3 separate regions of the Mus musculus genome follow, and all the other regions are linked to region 3. Evidence: chromatin contacts called from public Hi-C and promoter capture Hi-C data. All regions are on one chromosome and are shown on one strand. The core of a region is the stretch at or near the end of the contact, and the rest is flanking DNA. Distances in the headings are between cores, read along the strand shown. Region 1 overlaps Abcb1a (ATP-binding cassette, sub-family B (MDR/TAP), member 1A). Region 2 overlaps Abcb1a (ATP-binding cassette, sub-family B (MDR/TAP), member 1A). Region 3 holds the start of Abcb1b (ATP-binding cassette, sub-family B (MDR/TAP), member 1B).

Region 1 (3,420 bases), core at 193-2,692, 86 kb after region 3:
ATAACCTTTTAGAAGTGGCAAGAAGTTTTATATCACATGATTTAGTTCAGCACAGTGTATGTGTTAAATAGCATGGGGCAGGGGGGAACCATGTACCATGAATTGAGAATCATCAAGTCACGGTACAGAGCTTCTTAATTTTCTGTCCTAGAGAAAGAGGGCAGTATGGCATGAGTCAAGCTATGGGACCAGATCTGAAGGTGCAGGCTCGTGGAAAAACAAACAAACAAACAAAAAAACAAAACAAAAAACCCTAAGGACTCTTCTACATTTCAAGATTATCCAATCAGGTAATACTTATCTATAGATTACATCTTATCATCAAGATAAATTAGGACATTGCTAGAGTTCCACTGCACCTGTGTCATGACAAGTTTGAAGTAAATGCCCTTTTCTCTCATGAGCTCATCATGATTTCCTTGCTCCACAATGACACCACCATCAAAACCAGCAATGACGTCAGCATTACGAACGGTAGACAAGCGATGAGCTATCACAATGGTGGTCCGGCCTTCTCTAGCCTGGAGAGAGAGAAACCTGGCTTTTGAAACATGGATAATTATAGCAAAACCTCAGTCAATTTATTTTTGATGAATAAAACTGCTTTGAATACTGTGTAAACCATCAATGAAGATATTATCTGGCTTTAATAAAGGCATAATGAATTCATAATAATAGAAAATAGTTTTATTGCAATCAATACAAGAACAAGCATGTTTATGTATTAATAAAATCTATGCCTCTAAGGATTTTACTTTACACCCTATAGTAAGCCTAAAGTTCTAGAAATAATCCAGTGTATCAAAAATCCTAGAGCTGAGGCATTAACCAGATAAAACAAATCTATACAAGGCATTGTACTGGCATGCATCACCTAGAGATCTGCTAAGAATTGCAAGATTAACCTCCTGGGTAATCAAGACACAAACATGAAAGAGCAGAGCTTAGACTTCAGTGTTCTACTAGTGTGAATGAAATCCAGGACTTCATTCAGTCTTTGAATCTGTGTAAGGTTGAATTCATTAATATGTAAAGCAGAGACACAGTAGCCACTTCTTAGAATAGCTGTGATGACTAAATAACAAAGGGCTTAGGACTAACTTTAAAGAAATGCCCAACAAATGTTCAATAAATGACTTCTAGTTACAAGAATTATAGACAAAATTGAAGAGTTTTATAAATATTTTCACATGTCCAGTCTCATCTTTAACTTCATATGGAATAAAGGCAGACAACTAGACTTGTTGAGATTTCTTTAACCTTTATAACTTGCCTAATGCTTATTATTTCTCCCACTCTGTAGTTCTACAGTAATAAGCAATAAAACTACACACACACACACACACACATACATATACTCACACATATACACACACATACATATGAACACAAATACACACACATACACACAAACACACACATGCACATACACACACACCACACACATACACATGAACAGGCTGTAGATATCAGGGTTAACAAACAGAAGTGGAGAAACAAAAGTGAGGGACCCGCCGAACTTAAGAAATTAGTCTGAACAGGTGAGAGGGTGCGCCAGAGAACCTGACAGCTTCTGGAACAGGCGGAAGCACAGAGGCGCTGAGGCAGCACCCTGTGTGGGCCGGGGACAGCCGGCCACCTTCCGGACCAGAGGACAGGTGCCTGCCCGGCTGGGGAGGCGACCTAAGCCACAGCAGCAGCGGTCGCCATCTTGGTCCGAGACCCGCCGAACTTAGGAAATTAGTCTGAACAGGTGAGAGGGTGCGCCAGAGAACCTGACAGCTTCTGGAACAGGCGGAAGCACAGAGGCACTGAGGCAGCACCCTTTGTGGGCCGGGGACAGCCAGCCACCGTCTGGACCGGAGGACAGGTGCCCGCCCGGCTGGGGAGGCGGCCTAAGCCACAGCAGCAGCGGTCGCCATCTTGGTCCGGGACCCGCCGAACTTAGGAAATTAGTCTGAACAGGTGAGAGGGTGCGCCAGAGAACCTGACAGCCTCTGGAACAGGCAGAAGCACAGAGGGGCTGAGGCAGCACCCTGTGTGGGCCGGGGACAGCCGGCCACCTTCTGGACCGGAGGACAGGTGCCCGCCCGGCTGGGGAGGCGACCTTAAGCCACAGCAGCAGCGGTCGCCATCTTGGTCCGGGACCTGCCGAACTTAGGAAATTAGTCTGAACAGGTGAGAGGGTGCGCCAGAGAACCTGACAGCTTCTGGACCAGGCGGAAGCACAGAGGCGCTGAGGCAGCACCCTTTGTGGGCCGGGGACAGCCGGCCACCGTCCGGACCGGAGGACAGGTGCCCGCCCGGCTGGGGAGGCGGCCTAAGCCACAGCAGCAGCGGTCGCCATCTTGGTCCGAGACCCGCCGAACTTAGGAAATTAGTCTGAACAGGTGAGAGGGTGCGCCAGAGAACCTGACAGCTTCTGGAACAGGCGGAAGCACAGAGGCACTGAGGCAGCACCCTTTGTGGGCCGGGGACAGCCAGCCACCGTCTGGACCGGAGGACAGGTGCCCGCCCGGCTGGGGAGGCGGCCTAAGCCACAGCAGCAGCGGTCGCCATCTTGGTCCGGGACCCGCCGAACTTAGGAAATTAGTCTGAACAGGTGAGAGGGTGCGCCAGAGAACCTGACAGCCTCTGGAACAGGCAGAAGCACAGAGGGGCTGAGGCAGCACCCTGTGTGGGCCGGGGACAGCCGGCCACCTTCCGGACCAGAGGACAGGTGCCCGCCCGGCTGGGGAGGCGGCCTAAGCCACAGCAGCAGCGGTCGCCATCTTGGTCCGGGACCTGCCGAACTTAGGAAATTAGTCTGAACAGGTGAGAGGGTGCGCCAGAGAACCTGACAGCTTCTGGAACAGGCAGAAGCACAGAGGCGCTGAGGCAGCACCCTGTGTGGGCCGGGGACAGCCGGCCACCTTCCGGACCAGAGGACAGGTGCCCGCCCGGCTGGGGAGGCAACCTAAGCCACAGCAGCAGCGGTCGCCATCTTGGTCCCGGGACTCCAAGGAACTTAGGAATTTAGTCTGCTTAGGTGAGAGTCTGTACCACCTGGGAACTGCCAAAGCAACACAGTGTCTGAGAAAGGTCCTGTTTTGGGCCTTCTTCTTCGGCCAGGAGGAGGTCCAAATACAAGATATCTGCGCACCTTCCCTGTAAGAGAGCTTGCCAGCAGAGAGTGCTCTGAGCACTGAAACTCAGAGGAGAGAATCTGTCTCCCAGGTCTGCTGATAGACGGTAACAGAATCACCAGAAGAACAATCTCTAAACAGAGTCAACTATAACTACTAACTCCAGAGATTACCAGATGGCGAAAGGTAAACGGAGGAATCTTACTAACAGGAACCAAGACCACTCACCATCACCAGAACCCAGCACACCCACCTCGCCCAGTCCAGGGAACCCCAACACACCTGAGAACCTAGA
Region 2 (3,418 bases), core at 780-3,279, 120 kb after region 3:
TTGGCAAACATGGCTCTTTTATCGGCCTCACCTAGAACAACACAAAACAAATATAAACCTTTTATGCTTCGTTGGTTTCCATTAAAACTAAGCACAAAATAAATTAAACTTGTTTTATTGTGAAAAAAGAGAATTAACTGACTCAGCTCCATTTGTGTAAAAGCATTTAACATCTGTTCCAATACTGCCCTGTTGACTGTGTGCGACCACGTACAACCTAAATTCAGTGATATATATTTGCCAGAGGAAACACGGTGATAAATATTACTGCATCCCTGACTCTCAAGTATACACTTAAAAACTAACAATGCAGTTCTCTACGTGTTTGTCTGTTCATTTGAGACTGGATATCATGTCATCTAGGTTCTCAAACTCATTTCTACTTATGATCCTTCTGCCTCTGCCTCTGTGTACTGGGATTGCAGAATGGAACCTCTATACTCAATATCTATGTGGTGCTGGAAATTGAACGTACAAACCCAGAGCCTTGTGCGTGCTGGGCAAGCACTCTACCTACTCAGCTATATTCCAGCCCCATTTCAGCACTTTAATTTTTATTTAGAAGTTACTGCATGTGATTTTATTACATATAATATAAATTCAAGTGTAATATACAACGTTGACAAGCATCATCCAATACTAAGAAATACCGAGTTTGAATTTAATATGCTTAAAACTCTTTCATAACTTTACTACCCCTATAAACACAAATTATCACTACTCAATTTTTTTTCAGTTGGACAGAGATAGTTTATTGAGCATACACCACAGGACTGGTCAACCAAGGCCATGGTCCAGATTTGGGAACCTAACGACTACTCAATATTTTTATGTGTGTTATTTTCAAGTGTTTCAAGTATATTCGTATACATATAAACACATGTGTACACTGTTTAGTTTCTTTATAAATTGAATCTCAATGTCAGTTGAGATTTTCATTGTCTACAGTACTCTACTGTTAGAAGCAATGATGCATACACTGTGGTATAATATGTAGATATTTATGATGAATATATTATAGAAGAAATCAGCACAATTAAGACAGTAGAGGAACACTTTAAACCTCAAAATCACTGAAAAGGGCTACAGTATGTGAAAGACTCATGAAGACAAATCTGATTTGACAGATGTGAAAATAAATAAAAGTGCCATTGGCAAACTAAGCAGAATGTCCTGAAGGTCTGTAACACATATGAAAAAGGAGTGTCCAAATTTTGATGGGAAAAGGAAGTGTGGTGGTGTGCTCATAGAAAGGGGATACGTGGTTGAAAAGGTAGTCTGAACTAGGTAACTGTGGAATATACAGACAGACTAGCAGACACTCAGTTGGAGTGAACTAAAGTGGATATAATCAGAAGTGTGACCCAGGAAGCTTTAGAGTTCAGCAATGTATACTTTTAAGAATAAAATTTAGAGGCTTTGGCTTTTATAAGAATATAGGGAAAGTTGGTCTGAATAGGAAGAGAAAAGGGGGAGAGCACAAGGCTCAACGAGGAGGAAGCTAGAGGGTCTTCCAACAGAGGGGGTGTAAGTAGAGAGTAAAAATAAAGTTGATCAAGACCACAGCCCAACCACCTGAAAATGTGAGTTTCAAATAGGAAACCTGAAAGAACTAACTGGTCTAGAAAAATCAAGGGAGATTACTAGTTGAATGTTGAACATTTTATTTTATAGCAGCTGTGCATTTGACTGAAGATGTCTAGTAAGTGTCTAGATTGTGCTTGGTCAGTTTTTGGGGTGGGGGTCGGGGGTGAGTTCAGATATAAGTACTAAGGAATCATATGCTAGAGACCACAGTTAAATTTGGGAGAGAAAAAAAAGCCATCTCTTCCTAGCTATAAAAACAGGATGGCACATAGAGAGGAAATAGCAGACCAAGCCTAAACACTTGGGGGAAAGTAAAAGGGTCTGACAGAGGATAAGGGAGCAGCTCAGAGATGAGCCGGCAGGGCCAAGCTGAGTCAGGGCTGCTTCTCTGTTCCTCCCAGCACTATCACCTTCTAATTTCATGTGCTCTTTTTAAAAACCCACTGAGTCACTTCGTGATGCCTGTATGACTGTGTGTGTAGGGCCATCTACTGGAGCATAGGTAGCCTCTTGTGGCTTGCATTCCTGATGAGCATTGAGGCCTCTTACCCAGAAGCCATCAATTATGTAGCATTCCCTCGGGTAGGGGTGGGGCTTCATGAGCCCCTCTGGTATCACTGTGGGGATTTCTGACTGTCTTTATCCTGTACAGTTCTTGAGCATGTGATCTCAGCTGCCCTTTCCTCAGCATCTTATCCTCGGCTGGAACAGATCATCCTAACTGATGGATCCTCTCAAAGCATCTCATTCATGGTGTCATCATATCTCATCTTTGGAAATGACAATATAATCATTCTACTTCACTTACAATCCTCAGTGATAGTTCATGCTACAAAAAGGTTAAAGTCTGTGACATATAACCATATTTATCCCTTTGCAATCTTTCCATAGTAGACACTATACACAGCACAACGATCTTTTTGAAAGTTTAACCATGATCTTCTAAGTGTTTTAACCCCATCTCTTTCTTCTCATTCTAGTAGCTATGGAGCTATGCTATCACTGGTCCATCAGAGAGCAGCTGTCATAACAAACAAACAAATAATAGGATGTATATAGATTTCTTGTTGGCTTTTGTGTGTCCAAACTCTTTAAGATCTGGGGAGGAAAATGACCAAAGCCAAATACCATTTAAATTCATGGGACAAAGTTCCAGTTTTTACGACTCAAAAATATTTTCTTAATGTCTTAAAGAAGAGATGCTGTTAGTAATTGGTAAAAGTCTAGACACTGAATGGTCCAGGAATAAGAAGCCAGCTATGCAGACCCGAGTGAGAATTCAGAAAAGGAATGATTGCATAGTTCATCAAGAAGACACCCATAGGATAGCACCAAGAGCCTCCTTGGACCAGACAAAATTCAGAGGGAGTTGAATACCTCCAGTGCTCCCAACAGAGGGAGACAATAGGCTTGAGTCAATTCTGTTTTCGATGGGGCTAAACATGATTTGGTCTTTACTCATCTGTTATGTTGTGGGGTTAGAGTGTACTTCGGCCTTAGAGCTTGCCCATGTGCCTTGGTTAGCCTTGGTTCAATCCCCAGCATGAGGCTAGAAAGCACAGGTAAGTTGGGTCTCTCAAACAAACCAGTCAAAGGTGAGAGCCACAGTAAAACATCTACCCTACCCTAAACAGTAACCACTTTAGATAACAAGGGACTCAGAGTTTAAATTGCATTGTATAAAATAAGTTATTTTTAGGACACTTGGGTTCTGAAATACCCACATTCACCACCACACAAATTTCCAGCGTTAACTCACAACACTTCGTCATCCCTACCTTCTACAGTGCTCATTCCAAAGAGCCCCACATCTGAGCACACCAAGCAAGTT
Region 3 (3,219 bases), core at 610-3,109:
CACTCAGAACATTGGTGGGCCACTAAATGTAATGCTTCTAGAAATCACTTATAGCATTTACTTTCTTCGAAGTTCAAACCCTTCTCGATTGCTCTTATGTCTGGTTTGTGGGGTTTTGGGGGGTTTTTTTGTTTTTTTTTTGTTTTTTTTTTTTTTTTTTTTTTTTTTTTTTTGTATTTTATTTATTGTGTTTGGATGCATCCACAAGCGTGACAAGCAAGGCAACGGCCTGTGCAGGTCAAGATCAACTTGAAGCTTGCAGTTGGTTTCTGATTCTACCACATGGGTTCTGGAAAAGGAATTCAAAACTAGGCTTGCCAGTCTTGGAAGGAGGCCTTTGGGACCATCTTGCTGGTCCTCCTGTGTCTTCTGACCAGTCCATTAAATCCTGCTTCCTTGTTTGTTAGTACTGGAAACTCCAGGCTCACTTTGTATTTTCTCTGCAATAGGTCTGGCTGAAGTTAACTGTTCTATGCCGTGTACCTTTCTTTACTAGAAAACTTCAAGAGTGTCTTTCTGTACTACCCTTTTCAGTGGACTAAAAATGAGTGACTGAAAAAAATCATACTGATGTTTCTTATTCTAATTTCACATTATTAAATGTAAAGTTTACTTTCACTTTGTACTTTCCCTCTTTATACTGAAATCTTGTTTCCGAATACTATTAATATAGCTACTAATTCCTATTATCTTAGTTTACAATTTTCTATATATAATGAACCCACTGAGGTAAGTTTTTAATTACTGGCGACACGCAGTCCACTATGATAAAAATATATTGAGAGTAACTATTTTCTCTTAGCAATTACAGTTTCAATTTTTCTAATTTAAGTATAGGTAAGCAACCTTAAACCATATAACTGTATTGTTCTGTTTCACCTGTTATGCCACATTCTGTGTTTGTATACGTGTTTATCAGAAGATAATGGGCCACAGTGAGCACCCAAGCAGCATAAGGCTCAAGGCATGAGCGATCAACAGCGCTCAAAAAAGCCGAGGTCATAAAACTAAAAAGATGTGAGTAGAGGCTGAATTCACAGAAGCATCCATCTGTCACACACATCTGAAGGACTGCTCCAAGCAGAGGAGTTCCTTCCAAGGGCTGAAATAACGCCCACGCCCACTAATCATTTAAAACAGTGCCGGAGGCTACAAATTGGCCAGAATGTACAAGCACGAACGTGAAATAATTTGGCTACCTCTTTTTGCCCATCTTCGAGAAGTTCTTGTCTGCTCTTCCCTTAAGGTTCTCTTCAAACTCCATCACCACCTGAGGAGAAACCAGTTCATTAGCCAAACACGTGGCCGCGGGGACCAGAACCTAGGCAGAGCTCACTGCCCCACGGAGCCAAGAGAGGAGGAGGAGCCCCGCCCTGATGCTCCTGGGGCCGGGCCTGGGGGTAACTCACCCCGGGGAATCCCGGGAAGCTGTGTCACCCGCGTGGACCGGGTGCTCGGCTCTGGGTCCCGCCACCCCGCCCTGCTGGGTCCCTTCCGCCCTGGCGCGCTCCTCCACCAGCCCGCGGCTGCGAGCTGGGCAGCGAGATCCACAGCACAGGGCTGGCGCGGAAAACACCGTCCTGAAGGCTGCTGCTGCGGGTGCTCTTGGAGCGACTTGTGGCTGTCGCCACTTGGTCCCCACAGACTCAAGAGGACGCTACCACCCGGACCGGACTCAGGCATCCGGAGCACCGCACTCTTCCGAGAACTGCCTACCTCACGTGCCACCTCCGGGTTTCCTTCGCAAAGTCAGCCAAGATGTAGAATTTGGAAGTAGCTCTGAGTTGAGCGGAACCTCAGAAGATGGAAGCAGCGGCCTCAGCCTCTTACGGCTTCAAGAGCCACTGCGGGAAGGAGCCAGAGGGCTTCCTCGGGCCCCGGATTAAAATAGATGCCAGCGGCCGCCCTAAGGCCCGGCAGCCAATCAGCCTGGTGGGTGGGATTGGGCATGGGCAGCTGGAGCGGTTGCGAAACAGGAGATACTTCCAGGCTTACCCTGATTTTTTTGAGAAGGGCGCTGGTTCCCTCAGACATTTACATAGACTTGTCTTTACGTGTTCAGGTAAGTGTCCATACAGAAGTGTATATACCTGGATAGTACACAGTTGGTTCTCTGATGAGTCATACTTAAAAAGACACTTTCCCTGACATAGCTAATCTAATATAATTAATAAAGCAACCAGGGACCTTGCTTATTCTGTAAAGTTTTTTTTTTTTTTCTGACAGCATTGCTTTCTAGGCTGGTAGAAATTTTTCTGTGAAATATATATATATATATATATATATATATATATATATATATATATATATATGGTCTTGGCTTGGATGATAGTCCTATACAATTTCAAGGTAGAAATGATATTTCAAAGTACATAGTATTTTCAACTTCTAACTCTGGAATCAATATCTGTGTTTTTTCCCAGGGCATATCAAGTTCTTAGATGTTCTGGAATTCTGACTGATGCAGATATTTGCGTGTAGCAGGTCTTTTTCTGTCTACTTGTAACTGACTGTGACCTAACTTGCTGGCAACTCAGTGGCTGAGAAATGTCAACCTGAGATAGACAGAGTTCCTTGTCTCAATGACATTGAAGCACTGACCACCTGGGTGGAGACTCCTGTTTCTTCTACCAAGATGTCTGTTTCCACAGATAGCAAGAAGTAGCCACCTTTGTTTTTATTTAACTCATTGTCTATGGGGTGAGCTGGGGTCTCCTTCTTGAACAAGATGGAGATTTTACTTGGTCTTTAAAATTGGCTTTATTAAGGTAAGGACACACCACGAAAGGAGATCTGTGCCTTACCTGCTCCTCGGGGGCTTCAGGGTGAGGACAGAGCAGTTTGTCATCCTAGGGCCCAGACCATCTTTTCCCTGGCTGTTAGTGTGGTTACCTCATGTCTGACTACGAGCCCTGTTACTAGCTCCCAGGCCTGCAGGTTCTTCCGCTCTTCAGCTTCCTTTTAACCCCGGCACCCCTTCTCATCTCAACATGCGTGGGACTTGCAGTTCACCCTTAAAATCTGTGGGGAGCGAGCTCCTTCAGCAGAACTGTTAAATATAGCACTTTAAGGAGTTGTCACTTGTGTTACCAACAGTAATGACAGGAGCAAGGCTCGAAAACAAAGCTATAAGGTAGGTTTATGAGATAGTGTTTAGATTTAGGAATGACAGAGAGTGCAGCTCCCTCACCTAATTCAGCAATGTCAACAGTACAGCCA

The links. Promoter capture Hi-C pulls out the DNA fragments that hold promoters and counts their contacts. A called contact is a pair of places that touch in the nucleus more often than the background predicts.
Region 1: a promoter capture Hi-C map of embryonic stem cells shows a contact between it and region 3, with 2.5 times the contacts expected there. The contact joins the enhancer-like site here to the promoter of Abcb1b in region 3. A contact is called at or near these places in 2 of 39 promoter capture datasets (embryonic stem cells and epiblast stem cells), 1 of 484 Hi-C or Micro-C datasets (the G1E-ER4 cell line), 2 of 115 datasets of contacts at active chromatin or transcription factors (CD8 T cells and bone marrow-derived macrophages) and 3 of 9 other capture datasets (adipose tissue, macrophages and pancreatic islet).
Region 2: a Hi-C map of Th1 cells shows a contact between it and region 3, with 1.9 times the contacts expected there. The contact joins the enhancer-like site here to the promoter of Abcb1b in region 3. A contact is called at or near these places in 3 of 39 promoter capture datasets (the 3T3-L1 cell line, the C10 cell line and liver), 10 of 484 Hi-C or Micro-C datasets (the AML12 cell line, B cells, the G1E-ER4 cell line and 6 more), 5 of 115 datasets of contacts at active chromatin or transcription factors (the 230-238 cell line, CD8 T cells, effector CD8 T cells and 1 more) and 2 of 9 other capture datasets (adipose tissue and liver).

The regions. Positions count from the first base shown.
Region 1 is chr5:8,710,288-8,713,707 of GRCm38.p6, reverse strand. It overlaps Abcb1a (ATP-binding cassette, sub-family B (MDR/TAP), member 1A), which reads right to left. Exons shown (of 30, transcript NM_011076.3): 17 at 360-521. Among named protein-coding and RNA genes, the nearest start is that of Gm31157, 16 kb to the right of the region's middle. Within about 2 kb of position 1,442, at least 2 of the 459 cell types and tissues checked have an H3K27ac peak or open chromatin away from gene starts, as enhancers often do. A contact at or near this core is called in embryonic stem cells, where this site is marked.
Region 2 is chr5:8,679,997-8,683,414 of GRCm38.p6, reverse strand. Abcb1a (ATP-binding cassette, sub-family B (MDR/TAP), member 1A) reads right to left here. Exons shown (of 30, transcript NM_011076.3): 7 at 1-31. Among named protein-coding and RNA genes, the nearest start is that of Gm31157, 14 kb to the left of the region's middle. Within about 2 kb of position 2,029, at least 14 of the 459 cell types and tissues checked have an H3K27ac peak or open chromatin away from gene starts, as enhancers often do. A contact at or near this core is called in CD8 T cells, Th1 cells and memory CD8 T cells, where this site is marked.
Region 3 is chr5:8,796,787-8,800,005 of GRCm38.p6, reverse strand. Abcb1b (ATP-binding cassette, sub-family B (MDR/TAP), member 1B) reads right to left here and starts at 1,859. Exons shown (of 28, transcript NM_011075.2): 1 at 1,717-1,859; 2 at 1,200-1,270. The coding sequence starts at 1,264. It overlaps Gm5106 (predicted gene 5106), which reads left to right and starts at 1,483. Exons shown (of 3, transcript NR_152133.1): 1 at 1,483-2,062.